2 separate regions of the Mus musculus genome follow, and region 1 is linked to region 2. Evidence: chromatin contacts called from public Hi-C data. All regions are on one chromosome and are shown on one strand. Each heading gives the region's core, a stretch centred on a gene start, on an enhancer-like site or on the middle of the called end of the contact. The rest is flanking DNA. Distances are from core to core; before and after follow the strand shown.

Region 1 (5,231 bases), core at 840-3,339, 110 kb after region 2:
CCATGGGTCAGTCCAGTGCAGGCAACCTCTCAGGTGAGGCTCTCTGTTCCTAGATGACTTTAGTTCATGTCAAGTTGACAAGCAAACAAAAAAACAACATGAAGACTTTGTCTCAAATACCAAGGTAGACGATGCCTGAAGAAGGGCACTCTGGGCCTCCACATGCACATCTATGTAAGTGTACATATGCTTGCACACACACACACACACACACACACACACACACACACACACACACCCCTACAGCCAGAGATATTGAGCTGAAAGGCAGCGGTTATAGTGGAGCTGGCACCAAGGTGTACCCAGTTCCTATAGCAACCGTTCCTGCCTGCTGCGGACTCGAACTGGGATAGTGGGTAGATGGACAGCCTTCTGAGAACTCCTGCCACAAACCAGCAACCCAGGGAACATGGCTCTAAGTGCAGAGCCCGTCTGCAGAGCCTGGGTGGCCACTGCATGCTTCTTTCTGTGGGGTGAGGCCTTGCGTCTTTCAAAAGCTCGTTAGAGACACCCTCTCCCTTTGAAGGGTCTGTTTCATGTGCCGCTTTCAATCTGTCACGAAGCCGCTTTGCTCCCAGAGAGCCGGGACTGCAGGAGGGGTACACTTGTGAGGCCGGAAGAGTGTCCTGGATGCCCTTCGGGGGACAGAGTCTCTAGGAGCACAGAATGAAGGGGCAGGCAGGAGTAGACGGCAAGATGCTGTTTTCAATCGCCTCTGGCTGTGTGCCTGAACTGTGTGTGTGGCTCACCCTATCCTGGGGGGAATAGCAAGGTCAGTGTCAGCGCTTTGATGTTGCCTTAGGGAAGTGGTGGAAATCAAACACAGACCTCTGCAGCAGTAGCAACCCCAGGGTTTGCATTACATTGTTTCCAAGTTTTGGAAAAGATGATCCTAGGAGAGGAGAGTGGGGATGTGACTACCCTGCTTCTTAGCGGATTAACGCTCGCTTTCTCCCTTCTCCACTCTTCCACTGGAGCCCTGTCTGACATCTCCCTTGCCCCGAGGCTGTGCTGTCCTGAGATGCCTCTGCAGATGAGGCTTCAAGTTGAACCAAGGCTAAGGGAATGATGGAAATTTTGTTCCTCTTCTCTCTCCCCTGGGCGGGGCTGAAGTGTTGGGGGGCGTGCAGGAGCAGGTTGCCTGTGTGTCTGTTTAGCTTGGCACCCCAAGCCTTGCAGCCTCGTCTCTCCTGTGTGAAAACACCGACAAGCTCCTGCCTGTTTCCATTCCCAGTGTTTGCCCCTGCTGCCTGGCTGGCCTCTTCTTGGAAAACCAGATCCTGTGGCTTCAGTGACCGGGTGCTGGCAGCAGGGGCCTTTGTGTGACTGGCAAAGGGCTCTGTTTCCCATGATTGCATCATGGTTTGGGGGGCACGAGGTGAGCATGGGAAGCTCCAAAGGGGTCAGGTCCCTGGGGAAAGGCGCCTGTCACTGGCTTCTGAGTCAATGCTCCCTTAAACTTGTGCCCAGTTTGCATCAGGAAAAAAAAGTTGTGCCCAGAGGAGACTGAGCAACGAACCTGCAGAATGTCACTGACCCATCCTGAAGGTCGTAACCTCTGTGCCACCAACCTCCAAGTGACACATTCCTAAGTACATTTGATGGATAAGTAAGGGCCAGAGACGTTTGGCTGATCTGAGTTTCTGTTTCGATATGAGTTATTGAAAGGATTAGAATTCTCATCTAGCACAAAGCTACACCTTCAGCTCAGTTCCCATTAGGTCTCTATGAATGTGTGTGTGTGTGTGTGTGTGATCAGAACTGAACAACTGTAGATTCCCTATTCGTCACTTAGTGTTCCGGTGCTGTAAAACAATGCTCCAGGTTGGGTAATTTGTAAGTGAAAAGGCTGATATTGGCTCGTGGTTCTGGAGGCTCGCAAACACGGTGGCAGGGTCAGCTTCTGATGAGAAGAAAAGGAACAGACATGCCAGAATGTTTTCAACATGGTGGTTGAAAGTTAGAACATTGAGGTTCTCAGTCTGCCCTTGGGGATTATGCAAGAGGATAGAAGGGGGTGGGGTGGGTAGAGATGTGTTCAACACAGCCATTGATCCAGTTAACTATGGGTTCATGTGAGATTCCAGGGGAAATTGGACATAGGGCACTTAGGTTAGCTTCCTGGGTTGGTCACCTAGGAAGGTGACAAATCCCAGTGGCCCAGAGGGTTCATATTTGAGACTTTCTTGTTGCAGGGTTTTCTCTGTCCAATCACATTAGGGCGGTGGCAGGCCTGTGATTGGACAGGAAAAGGGAGGTGGAGCTAGAAGTTGGGGAGACAGAGAGAGAGGTCCCAGGAGGGAGGAGGGAGAAGAATGAGAATGGAGGCTGACATGGTGTTATCTAAAGGTTAGAATAATTGAGTTACAAGTTTTAGCATTACCAACTGGCTCTGAAATTATTGTATTGGTATCTTGTAAAATGTGATATTATTAGTACATAAATCTAATTGTTTAACTATAAGCTTAAGAGTCTTAAATCTACTGGGTAATTAGGTATTGAGATGGCTAACCAGGGGTGTGTGGGGCAATGCATGGAAGCGAGAGGAACATGCACACACACACACACACACACCCATCCTAGAACTGGCCTGGCAGAAGCCCTGTGACCTTGCAGGGCCAGAGAGTTGGTGGGCCAAGAGACCATGCAAGTGCGACCGAGTGTGATCATCTGGTGTGGGGGCCAGCCCCAGAGAGTTGGCAGGTTCTTTTCTTTAATATTTCCTGCAACACGCTCTGAGACTCTGAGACTTCATTTGGGTTGTGCCCTGCATGACAGACTATGAGGGTTGCACGGTGCTCCCTGCATTTTGTGTCATGACCAGGCTGGGGACAGTGTAAGAACTTGACCTTGCAGTCAGCTTGTCACAAGTGCAGGTGGCCTGAGGAGCCCTGAGTTCCAAACTGGCATCTGAAACAGAGGCACCTTTAAAGCATAAATCCTTTGCTGAATGCCCATGAAGCCAACGCCTCTCTGGTGTGTGTGTGTGTGTGTGTGTTTGTGTGCATGTGTGTACACACATGCATGAGTACACACAGAGGCTAGAGGTCAACCTTGGGTGTCATTCCTCCACTTTTGAGGACTAGATGCCAGCGCTTCCCTTTCCGTCTCCCAGGGATCTCTGATAGACCTGGAACTTCCCTGTTAGGCTAATCTGGTTGTTCAGCGAACCTCAGGGACTCATCTGTCTCAGCCTTCTTGGTGGTGGGATTATAGGCATGGACCACCAAGCCCTGCTTTCTACATAGCATCTGAGCACCAAACCCAGAGCCTTACGCTTGTGAGGTAGGGACTTTACTGACTGAGCCGTCTCCCTAGGTCCTTGGCATGTTCTTCGTTGACCCAGATGTCGTGGGATCCTGACTAAGAAGACACACCTTGTATGAGGGGTTGCGGTCACATAGTGTGTCCTTTAAAATAGCTCTTGTAGACTTACTTTGAGTCTGTCAAGGTTCAAAAGGTTCATATTGATAATAAATACACAGAGATGTCCCAGAGGCTTCTGTGAGTTGCTGGTGTTTAGGGCCAGGAACTTGTATTACTTGTTTCTCAGTTCATCACGGAGATGACCGTACCTACTAGAGTCTCCTTTCTTCCTGCAGAGCTGCCTTCCTGTGTGGGCTGCCCTTCTCGGCCCCAGAACTTCTTCACCCACCTTTGCTTTGCCTTATCTCTTTATGGACTACTTTTGGGGAAAGAGGAAGGCAGGGCTTGCTGCTGTTTGCCCCTGCCCTAGCACTTAGGAAGACATGGCTTTGTGAAGGCCACACCCACAATGCAGAGTGCCAGCTGGCCCAAAGCCTCCAAGAGCTCAGCAGACCACAGGCTTCAATTCAATGACTTGTTCCCTCGGAGGCCTCTCCAAGGAGCTGAGTCAGGTGAACCTTGGGAATTCCACAAGTTCCCTCCTTGCTGTCCAGCCTCAGAAGGCCCCTTTCTGAGTAGAGTGTCCCTCAGAGTAGAGTGCCCCTTCCCGAGAGAGAGCAGCCTGTCATGGCTCAAAGTCCTCTGTGGAGCAGAGTGCTTTCTTTACTATATAGTCTGGGCCTGGATTCCTGTCCTCAGATCTCTGCTTTCTGCCCATCTAAAAAGCTGGTGATGCAGGCAGAAACAAAACAAACAAAACAAAAATGGCTAGATGCCGGTGCTTCCGTTTCCGTTTCCGTCTCCCAGGGAGCACCCCTACCCTCAGCCAACGACCTCCCTCCGATGGCTCTTTATTACTTCCCACTATCAAGTTCCCCCCAGCTGTGGCAGCTGAAGTTCAAAGCTCTCTCCTTGTAGTACAGTGTGTCCTTGGAGGGCAATCTGCAGCGCTGATTAATGCTTGCTGGGTGGTTCCCGCAGCCGGCAGCCCCACAGCCGGCGGCCCCACAGCCCACGTGGGGCTCTCTGAGGCAAGTAGAAATCAGCCAGGAAGAAGTCATCCATCGTTTCTTGGGCTTGTGCTGTCAGCCTTGGGTCTTGCAGACTTCTGAAGACCCAGGAAAGGAAAATCTTGTGAGCATTTGCTAGCCCAGAGTCTCGTCCCATGCACCACCTGTGGCTGTCTACACCACACAATACAAAGGTCCACGGACCAGCAGCCGAGCAGCAGGCTCTGACCTCACCACTTACAGAGGACTGTGAAGAGCCTTGATCTATGTGTCTGTGTTACCCGATCTCAAACACTGCAGACAGTGAGGGATGACTCCTTGCTTGGGGACACGATGCAGTCTGTTAGAATGGAATTTTGGAGTTGCGGCCAGACAGAGCTCAGAGAAAATGGCAATTAGTGGGTAGACAGAAAAGCCTCGTCACCTGGGCCTGGTGCTCGGGGAACTGCTGAGCCACACTTGTCATGCATGGGACCTCACATAGGGGTGGCTCAGGCTGAGATCACTGCGGACCACGCACCTGATGCACAGCCTGCCAGCACAGTGACTGTTGGAGTGTCTGGCCAGACTGAGTGTGGTCCAGGGGAGTGGCTTTGGCCACATGGTATGACTGTAGAGTCAGTTACCCAGGGCGGAATGCCATATGGCAGGGACTTGCAAAGCAGGCAGCTGGACAGTTGATGGGCATCTCCACAGGATAGACTTTGTGCATGGTGAAGCAATATGCTAGCAATTGCCTACTGCATGCCCCGAGAAGGAATCCTATCATACTGCCAGCAGCTGTTAGCAGAGAGGGTATTCAGCAATAATTCAGAGGCCACCTTGAAAGCATGAGTGAATTCTCTCCCTTTAAAA
Region 2 (5,353 bases), core at 278-2,777:
AGCTATGATGGAATGTAAGTGGCTACTGAGTTTCCGGGGAAGTTGCTGAAGCCCTGGTTCAACCTACTGGGGGGCTGGATTCTCCCCTTAGTGGTGGCCCTCAGAGAGGTAGTGGTTCATAAAAACCCAATAGGGGGCTGGTGAGATGGCTCAGCAGGTAAGAGCACCCGACTGCTCTTCCAAAGGTCCGGAGTTCAAATCCCAGCAACCACATGGTGGCTCACAACCATCCATAATGAGATCTGACTCCCTCTTCTGGAGTGTCTGAAGACAGCTACAGTGTACTTACATATAATAAATAATAAATAAATCTTTAAAAAAAGCTATTGAAAAAAAACCCAATAGGAATTTGTCAGGGAGGTTTTAAAAAATGGAAATAATGCCCCAGGGTCTGCTGGCCTTCTGTGCGCAGGGCTAAAGGGATTTGGGATTTTCCTAGGGAGAGTGTCACATGATCATATGGCTCGGTGGGTCTCTTATCAGCCATCAGCCAATTACTTGGATGAAGGGTCTGCATTGGAAGGCAGCCCTGTCCCCACCTTTGATCTAGAGACATCGTGCATTTCTCATGAGGCTACAATAAACAATACTTTTCCTAGGCAGGCAGCTATGATGCCCGTCAAGGCGTGCTCTAGGCTTTGTATTGTTTTTAGCTTCCACACACTTTCACATACACAAAAATATATGTAGCACTGGTGAGAGCCCCACGAACTGCTGAGACAATGCCTGATGCCAGTTGTTGTATCTTCTGAAAGTATACCTAATGTCAATGTTTAAGGAGTTGGCATATCCTATGAGAATTGTACCTAGATGTTTGCTATTCAAAAAGATGTCATTATAAATGGTAAACACATCCAACTACTCACATATCTACCAGTTCATCATCACCCATCCATCCATCCATCCATCCATCCATCATCCATCCATCCATCCATCATACACCATCCATCCATCATACACCATCCATCCATCCATCCATCCATCCATCCATCCATCCATCCATCCATCCATCCATCCATCATCCATCCATTGGTATTGTCTGTACATCCACCTAGTGTCATCAACACCTGCCCATTCATCTGTCACCATTAACGGTCCATCTGTCACTCATCTATATACTGTTTATATGTATGTAATAGTAGTATCCAAGAATTTCATTTAAGGATAAACATGAGTGTTAAAATGATTGATTATCAAAAGGGATTGTTCAGTCCAACTTTCTTCACATACAAATTGCTGGTGGCATGAGGTCTACAGCTTAGCCTTCTGCCACTGAGCCAATAGGACCCTGCATCAGGTAACCCATGCGTGTGTCACTTGGGCCTGTCTGCAGGTGCTCTCTACCTGAACCCAGGTGGGAGAGCCCTAGCCCTGTGGCTCACCATCTGGGGTATGCACGTAAGGTTTATTACTGCATCGACAGAGGTGCTGGTCTCGGCTGATGTACCTGCTCCCATCAAAGCCTTGTACCCAGAGAGTTCCCGGAGGCAGTAGAATATTTGCTTTCGGGACTCTTTAGCACTGTTGGGAAATGTGTGTTGACATTGGTGATAAGGTAGCAGGCCGGGAAGCTGGAGGGAAGAATGGGCTCTCCTGAGCAGGGCGGAAGATCTGTGGTCTCCAGGTTCTTGTGTCCTTGGCTTGTTGTCGCAGTGCAATGGGGGAGGAAACGGAGAATCCCCAGAGTCCCTCCTGACTTGGGGAGGGGGGGGCAGGGAGGGATCCTTCGAGTACAAGCAGGTGTCAGCCCTCAGCTGTGAACCTGAGTAGCAGAAGGGCAAGCTTCCAAGTCACCCCTTTTCCAAGTTCAAAGAACCTCTACACTTCCTTGAACTGCCCTCCTCCACCCTGTTCTCGGGCTCACAGAGGAGCCGCGCCCCTACCCGCTTAGCTGTCAGCTTTCCGTGAGGTGGCCTTGGGGTTTGGGATCTCTCTTTGAGGGGCGAGGGCTTTGATGTGCGGCTGCTCTTAAGCAATCTTTTAACTTCAGTTTCCACACCATAGGGGTGTGCTGAGCAGGGTTTCTTTGTTGACTCTGAAATTACCTTTGAGAGTGATTCTGGAAAAGGAGAGTCAAAGCCATCTGGGAGAAAATCCTGGAACTTCCCCTTGGCTGGGTAGCATGAGTTCTGGTGGGATTGGAGACCGGTGCTGGAGCTACCAGATTTTTGGTCCTACTATGTTCAGGTTGTCTGTATTGGGGCAATGGCTGCTATGGAGTTCTGTGGAGAGGTTTCCAGAGCTCGCCTCTAAGAGAGAGGGGTACGTGTATACATGAGCGTGTGTGTACCTATGTTGTACACATGTCCCCTGTCTCATCAGGGACAGGAAGGAGACAGACAAGCCCCCAGAAGTTCCTTTTGGAGGCAGTCAGTTTGAGGGAGTTATAAGATTTGGGCCCAGAAGGAAGAGCATTCAGCACATTGTCTAGAAGCTTAGAGTTGAAGTCCCGCCTGATTCTGTTTGACTTAATTTGTCTCTTCAGTACTCTGTGGTCACTCCCCCTCCCCACCCCCCTGCCCCAGGGTGAACAGATCACCTAGTGGTGGATTCTGGGTAATGGGCCACCGTGGGTCCCAGGCTTCCGTGGGAATGTAAGCACCCACTGTCTGTGCATGCTAGCTATGGGTGAAACCCTTCACCTGTAACCCTGGAGCCAGATGGGATTTGAGCCTGCGGCTGTTTTGGGCAGTGTGTGGATCACATGCTCCACCCAACCCCACTGTGTGTGGGTAGCAGCCGGCAGGCAAAGGTATTAATGTTTTATAGCAAAACTAAGTCAGGCAGAGAATGCCTCACGTGCATTCAGGTTGAACCCTGCCTCTAAACCTGTTATGAAACAGTGTCTTGTTCCCAGGGCTTTCTGGATTTGGAATGACTGGCTAGGAACTACAGAACTGCAAGATAAACAAGCCCATTTGACATATTAGACTGGAGAATCAGGCTTGGAGCTTTGCTGGCCTACCATTTGAATGTGTGCACTGGTGGCTATGGGCATGTGAGTGTGCTTGTGGAAGTGTAAGTATATGCATGTGTGTAACAAGTGTGTGCACGTGACTATGCATGCAGTTGGATATGATGAGTGTGTGAGTTTGTGCACATATATATACATGGATCTCGATATGTGTGTGCGTACACTACACTCATTTGTGCGAGCCCAAGACAGAAGGGTGGACTGATTTTCTAGACCATAGGTTCAACACAAGGCCAAGGACTGAGCCAGCCACTCTCTGGCCCTGGGAATGCACCCTGCTGCTCTCCACTTGGCTTTTAAGCAGATGGGCTCTGTGTTCTGGAATAGCAACTAGGTTGCAAGCAATGAGGTGAAGGTCTGTGCTTTCATCCTGTAGGTTGTCAGCATTCTTCTCTGTCTCCCAGTTTCTCCTGGCTCTGATTGCTCAGTAATGAACACAAAGAAGTCAAGAGAGAGAAGGGCTTGGGAGCTGGGAGGGTCCTCTGGTGAGGAAGAGGTAGAGATGGGTTACCATTCAACATCGTAAAGCAGAATGCTGATAATCTGGAGCCCCAGAAGGGAGCTGCCTCCTAGAAGAAGGTGAGAGGGAGTTTAGTCTTCAGAACAGGGCCCAGGGAGACAAAGAGCCTACAGAGAGAGTGTGTGTTCTGACATCAGGGCCTCTGGGAGCCCCCTGACCCTTCTTTCTGGGTCTGTGTGGGGAGCGGTAGGAAGTCCATGACCCACACTGGGAGAGCTAAAGATTTGAGCTGCTTAAGACTCCGATAGATCTGAGATCTGAGGCTGAGTATCCTGTCTGTCCAGAGAACAGGAAGGGCCAAGGGTTAGCTTTAAGTGAGTTTAAACAATAATAAAACTGTGGTATTGTATATGAACCAAGATTGGTGCTTAGTGCATGCCTCAACTTCCCCATGTGGACTAGGCTGCAGTGGTGCTGGGAATTAGTGTCAGCTAGGAGATGTAGAAATGTCTATGGATCTTACCGAAAACTTCTTTTAGGCTTGGGAAGAAACGCACAAGATTGCGGCCATAGCCGGAGACACTCCTTAGAGAGTGAAGGGAACACACTCAATGCACTGTGCTCACAGAAGAGGACCTACAATTTCAAATCTCCCTCTCCCTGTCTCTGTCTGTCTGTCTGTCCGTCTGTCTGTCTGTCTGTCTGTCTGGTGCACACTTGCCACAGCAGGCATGTGGAGGTCAGACGACGAGTTCAGGTGTTGGGCTTTGCTTCCTGTCCTCCTTGTTCCTGGAAGTCTCTTGTTGCTCTCGGCTACATACCAGGTAAGCTGGCCTGTGGTCATCCCAGGACACTTCTCTCCTTGCCTCTTGCCTTGGAACATCAGGATTGCAGACATGTGCTATGGCTTCAAATGTGTTCTGGGGATGTGAGCTCACGTCTTCACTTTCACACGGCAAGTGCTTTATACATTGAGCTACCTCCCCAGCCAATGTTGTGCTTTATTAAAAAGAAGAAAAAGAAGGAGGAGGAGGAGGAGCAGGAGGAGGAGAAGGAGAAGGAGAAGGAGAAGGAGAAGGAGAAGGAGAAGGAGAAGGAGAAGGAGAAGGAGAAGGAGAAGGAGAAGGAGAAGGAGAAGGAGAAGGAGAAGAAGAAGAAGAAGAAGAAGAAGAAGAAGAAGAAGAAGAAGAAGAAGAAGAAGAAGAAGAAGAAGAAGAAGAAGAAGAGAGCCAAGAGATGTTTGATAGAGTTGGGTATGATGTGGTGGGAGGGATGCCTCTATGGGCCCATGCTGAAGCATCTCTTCCCCCTGAGGTACTAGTCATACGATGGGTATAGTGTAGAATAGAGTTTATTTAGGGCATGGGAAGGGGAGCTAAGAAGGGAATGGAGGCAGGGAGAGAGAGAGAGAAAGAGAGAGAGAGAGAGAGAGAGAGAGAGAGAGAGAGAGAGAGAGAGAGAGAGAGAAAATGTGTGTGTGTGTGTGTGTGTATGAGAGAGAGAGAGAGAGAGAGAGAGGGAGAGAGAGAGAGAGAGAGAGAGAGAGAGAGAGAGAGAGAGAGAGAGAGAGAGAGAGAGAGAAGAGGCCAGCCAGGAACACGGAGAGAGAAAGAGAGCAGGGCAGAGGAAAGGGAAAGAGGGAGAAAGGGGTCAGAGAGAGAAGAGGTAAAGAAAGTAAGAGAGTAAGAGGGAGAGGAGGGGGCAAACAGCCCCTTTTATAGGAAGACAGGCCTATCAGGCTGTTGCCAGTTAGCTGTCGGGTGGATTGTAGAAGTAACGCCAACACTAATATCCATAATCTATATGTTCATGTGAGACAGCCTTAACAAATGAAGATACCCAGGTTAGCAGCTTCAACACTACCCAGAAACCCGGATAGTTTCACTGTATCCATCCTCCTTCTGGAACTGGCTTCCATG

What was found. A called contact is a pair of places that touch in the nucleus more often than the background predicts.
Region 1: a Hi-C map of liver shows a contact between it and region 2, with 3 times the contacts expected there. The contact joins two enhancer-like sites. A contact is called at or near these places in 1 of 39 promoter capture datasets (liver), 10 of 484 Hi-C or Micro-C datasets (the G1E-ER4 cell line, the N1E-115 cell line, brown adipocytes and 2 more), 4 of 115 datasets of contacts at active chromatin or transcription factors (bone marrow-derived macrophages, embryonic basal ganglia, embryonic stem cells and 1 more) and 2 of 9 other capture datasets (embryonic stem cells and embryonic trunk).

Annotation. Positions count from the first base shown.
Region 1 is chr13:52,020,687-52,025,917 of GRCm38.p6, forward strand. No RefSeq gene overlaps it. Among named protein-coding and RNA genes, the nearest start is that of Gm40948, 60 kb to the right of the region's middle. Within about 2 kb of position 2,090, at least 16 of the 459 cell types and tissues checked have an H3K27ac peak or open chromatin away from gene starts, as enhancers often do. A contact at or near this core is called in liver, where this site is marked.
Region 2 is chr13:51,909,939-51,915,291 of GRCm38.p6, forward strand. No RefSeq gene overlaps it. Among named protein-coding and RNA genes, the nearest start is that of Gadd45g, 66 kb to the left of the region's middle. Within about 2 kb of position 1,528, at least 41 of the 459 cell types and tissues checked have an H3K27ac peak or open chromatin away from gene starts, as enhancers often do. A contact at or near this core is called in liver, where this site is marked.